Regions from separate parts of the Solanum lycopersicum genome. Here region 2 is linked to region 1. A link is a contact called in public HiChIP or PLAC-seq data. All regions are on one chromosome and are shown on one strand. Each heading gives the region's core, a stretch centred on a gene start, on an enhancer-like site or on the middle of the called end of the contact. The rest is flanking DNA. Distances are from core to core; before and after follow the strand shown.

Region 1 (2,514 bases), core at 8-2,507:
TAGTTTTGTTATGTGAGAAGGTTTGTCACATTTTATTATATTCTCACATGTATTTGAAGAGGAAGGACCCAAAAAAATTTAACTTTTGAATTGCTTATTAAGTACGAAACAATTATCGTATCTAAATTTGATGCAGTTTATTCTATCTTATGAAAAATTATAAAGTAATATAATATATGATTCAATACACACTTACAATATACATGTGCAAAATATAATGATAAAAAAAATAGTATAAATCTTTTCATTTGAAAATATTAAAATCATAAGAATTAATCAATCAATAAAACTAACAATTGAATACAATTTTTTTAAAAAAAAAATTGTTGTTAGTTTAAGTAGTATAGGGGAAAATGGGGAAAGAAAGAAAAAAAACGTCATGATTTGGGAAGATTTGAATTGTTCTATTATTATCTTCACTAGTGTTTGATTAGAGAGAACAAAAAAAAAAAGAAATTTAACTTAAACTACTTACTAAGTGCGAAACAAATTATATATGAATTTTTACAGATTTTACTATATCCTCATAGGTGTTTGAAGGACAAAAAAGTCATTTAACTTAAACTACTTATTAAGTGCATTATAACGGTAACTAAAATAAGATATTTACAGTTTTACACATTTAATATATATTTAACGCGTACTTAAACAAACAAACACAAAAAATAACAAACCCAAAACAAAATAATAAAATAACCTCAAATATTAAAAAATTATAAAATAGAATAAATAAAAATAGTTATATTAGTTTACCAAAAAATATAATAATATACAATTATATTTACAACCGTTACGATTTATTTTGTTCATAATAGGTTGCTTGTTTGTATAGAATATCTAACATGACTTTTTTTTTATACGTATAAAAATTTTCTTTGGAAAAAATTCTAATAATAGAAAAAAGACAATAAAATTGGAATCTTATTAATCCCAAAAATTGTTTGATAGAATATATTAAAAAAATACATACATTAATTTTGCGTATAATTAATATTTTTTTGCTACATTGTTTCAATCTAAGTATAACTAATGCATGCATGCATTATCATGATTAAAAACACAATTGTCCCTCCAAATCTTTTTCACCATATTTGTGAAGTTCTCTGAAATTATTTCTATTCTTAATACATTAAATCAAAAACATGTACAAGATATAACCTCGACACATATGACGTAAATATAACTGATATAAACTGTATTTATTATTATTCTTATATACTTTACCGAACAAGATACGCAATTGATTCCTAAAAGTTAGAACTAAAAATCATAATGACTTTTACAGTCATCTTCACCTATACCCCTTACCCTGCCATCCCCACCCCCCTCAGCCTTACCCCTAGGGAAAAAAAAATCACACAGAAAGAGAGAAAATAGAATAGATACAAAAGCTATTTGGTGAGAGAAAACCAAAAATCAAACTAAACACATAGAGTGACGAGTGTGAGATATAGAGAGAGAAACTACTTTAGGAAAAAGAACAAACCTTTACTTTACTTTTCTCTCTCTAAAAACCACCAACCCCCCCCCCCCCATACCAACCTCACAGTTGATCAAAACCATTTTCCATAGCTTCATTCACACATACACACACTACTTTCACAAACAGACACTCTTCTTCTTCACTTCTGTTCATACATATTTTATTTTATATATACGTATAGTCGTACATATATAGAGAGATACATCTATATAGGTTTGTGTACAGAGAGAGAGAGAGGAGGAGGAAAAATGGAGAGGTACAGTGGGACCCAAGCAATGGAGGGTGAACCGGTGGATCCGGTGTCTGAATGGGCTGTTCCAGGCGGAGAGACGGGGCTTGAAGGTGAGTTGTGGAAACTTGTTTGCTACATTTGAATTTCATGTGAATTTCGTTTGAATTTCACCCCCAATTGCTGCTATCAATTTTGGGTAATGTGGGTTTTTGTAACGATCCTTTTTTTTTTGTGTTGGTTTCCTTAATGCAGAACCTATGTGGCAGTTATCACTTGGTACTGGACCAGAACCCTACCCAGAAAGGCCTAACGAGCCTGATTGTATCTATTACTTGCGTACTGGCTTCTGTGGTTATGGTGTGAGGTGTCGGTTTAATCATCCACGAGACCGTACTTCGGTAAATGACTTTTTTTTGCAACTTTTATTTTGGGGGTATGAAAAAAGATTGAATTTTTAGGGTTTATTTTGCTTGATCACTGATTTTTATGTGCCCAATTTGGGTTGATCTTATGATTTGATGGGTTTTTCTCCAGTGGGTTTTGTTCAAGATGTGTAAAGTTTGATCCTTTATTTTTTGTTGGACATTTTTGAATCATGTTGTTAAAATCTTTCTAAGCATTGCTTTGAGTTGTATTTTGCACTAAGTAGTGGGTGGGTGTACTTAAAATCCTGCAGTCACCTCTGTTGATTCAAGAGATCTTTCTTTTGTTCAGATTTGGTGTTGTTGGTTTTTAGTTTAATATGTGGCCTAGACTGGGAATTTTAACATGCATTTGGTTGTGTTGGGTTTTATGAACT
Region 2 (2,514 bases), core at 9-2,508, 40 kb before region 1:
TCAACCCACCTCTAAGTAGGCGTTTGGTCATGCGATACCATAATACGATATGGTACCGTGAGATGGAATCAACGTTTGAACATGTGATTTTAGGCTGATTCCATCTCATGATTCCATATCATGAGATGTGATTCTATATTCTTCCAAAACCATGATATGAAATTACATGTAATTTCATATCATAATTTGAGATATTTTAATAAAGAAAATTGATCCACGAGTTTATATTTTATTAACACAATCCACATTTATATCTACTAATCATTTATTTCATATGTAAATAAAATTTATAATCACATTATTACTTTTTAAAATTTATTATTCTCACCAACATATAGTCACTTTAACTCACATCAACCGAGTGTTAGAGTGATGAAGTATTTATGGTCTATGAGCATGAAAATATAGTTGTAGATGATATTGACCAACAAATCACTCAAAGTAACAATATTGGTTCGTCTTCTCGGTCGCATGACTGAGAAATGCAAGTTCAACTTGAGGAAATTACCCATACTGTGTGGAAGGATTATATTAAAGACTAGTAAACTACAATTTATGTCCAACTTTTTAATAAATTAAAGTTAGATGAAACAATTACTTAAGTGGAAAACAAATAGCTTTGTAATAATTTATTATGCGATTTTATAAATTTTTGTTTATTTGATAAGACTGAATAAACAATTAGAGCTATTTTAATAGTTTTATAACTTATGAAATATTTATATGAGAAAATATACTACACAAAATTTCATATCGCATGTCCAAACAAAACATCAATTTCATTTCATAATTTCTTATTATAATATCATATTGCATGACGAAACGAGCCCTAAATGAAGGTGGAAATGTGTCTTTTAAGTAAAATGTCATATCATTAAACCGTACATAATTATTACTATTTGTTTGAATAAATTCTTCTGATAAAGATTTATAAAGGTCTTTTCATGGCCTATAGGACAGGAGGACTCCCTAATGAAATTTGAACTTAATCATTTAAAGAAAATGTGAAATAAATACAAATATTCATTCATCAAATCAATAAATACATAAATACTTATTATACAAACTATTATGAATATAATTAACAAAATATAATTTATTTTTGCGTTTTCGATCAAATATGTAAACTTGCCCGACCAAATCGTTTAAACCGACAGTTTGGTAATTAATCAAAAGTACAAAATAAGGTTATAAAAAGATTATTGGGCCTATGAGGTGAAGTTGGGCCTGGGCCCTAGTGGTAGATGTCTGTTGAATGGGAGCATTTATGAATTAATGTGGGCCCTTTACCAACAACACCGACAAAATAGGGATAATATTGTCGTCCATCAAAAAAATTGTCGACGTATGAAAAAAATAATTATTAATGCTCGTAACAATTTTGATCTTTTAAATTTTATCACAAACTAAAAAAAATGATTTCTTAAATATACACTTAATAATTTTAATTTTTTGACTCTGCCAAAATTTAATATTTTTAGTATTTAAAATTTTTTGTTAAACTTTGCATAGTAAAAGATAAATTATAAAGTAATGGTAAGTCCTAGAATATGCGATATAAAATACTACACTAGACACTAAATATAATTAGCAGAAATTTATTAGGGAAACTTACATAATAATATCATATCAAGAAAATATTTATCATTTATAATAGTAATATTTTTTTTCACTTAATCATTTTTAATATGTTTATGATACAACTTTAATTCATATTACAGAAAACAGTTTATTAAACACATATAATACAAGTTTAATACATATATATATTGCATGCATAATTCATTTTTAATACATGTTACAGATTGATTATAGTATTGTTATTTATTGCTATAAATGATAATAAATGAAAAGTATTACTAAAATTAGTAATTATTTATTAAAATGTAATCATTAAAGTAATTTTTTCAAATTATTATACCTAAGAAAAAATACACTCTACTTTAAAATGAATTAGAAATGACAAAAACTATAAATATTTTAACTACTAAAAACAAGTGAAATATTAACGGACGGAAATCAAGGGATAGTATTAGAGAGTCAATGGTTTTTTTAATAATTTATTTTAGGAAAACGATAGACGAAACTTGTCGGTTATTTTTGCGTAAATATTATGATTATTTTTAGAGATTTTAAATAAAAATGAGAATTCGCCAGTTTTTCCTATTTATTTATTTATTATGAAATAAAAATTTAAAAGTACAAATTATAATTGAACAGTATAAATAAAAATAATGGAAAAAAAATATTTTTATATCAAATTTTATGCGACACTAATATATTTTTATCTAGTTGATTGAGTTCCTCAATTTTTGTGTTTGAAAAATTATTTTCTAACGTTATGAAGTTGATCATTTTTCCTCAATTATCCCCCACTATTTCATATTTATTTATTTTTGGAATATATACCTTAAATTGTAAATTCTCACTATCTTTTTTTTTTTCACAATTTCCCTCAAAATTCTCAACATATAAAGTTCGATAAATATTTTTTCGGAGATTAAAGTGTTGATT

What was found. HiChIP or PLAC-seq counts read pairs in DNA pulled down with a chosen protein or histone mark.
Region 2: an RNA polymerase II HiChIP or PLAC-seq map of leaf shows a contact between it and region 1, with 7 times the contacts expected there. The contact joins the enhancer-like site here to the promoter of LOC101268508 in region 1. A contact is called at or near these places in 6 of 8 Hi-C or Micro-C datasets (leaf and leaf mesophyll) and 1 of 1 datasets of contacts at active chromatin or transcription factors (leaf).

Annotation. Positions count from the first base shown.
Region 1 is chr1:72,575,495-72,578,008 of SLM_r2.1, reverse strand. LOC101268508 (zinc finger CCCH domain-containing protein 34) reads left to right here and starts at 1,257. Exons shown (of 7, transcript XM_004229157.5): 1 at 1,257-1,825; 2 at 1,968-2,113. The coding sequence starts at 1,732.
Region 2 is chr1:72,615,080-72,617,593 of SLM_r2.1, reverse strand. No RefSeq gene overlaps it. Among protein-coding and RNA genes, the nearest start is that of LOC101249204, 22 kb to the left of the region's middle. Within about 2 kb of position 1,258, at least 2 of the 2 cell types and tissues checked have open chromatin away from gene starts, as enhancers often do. A contact at or near this core is called in leaf, where this site is marked.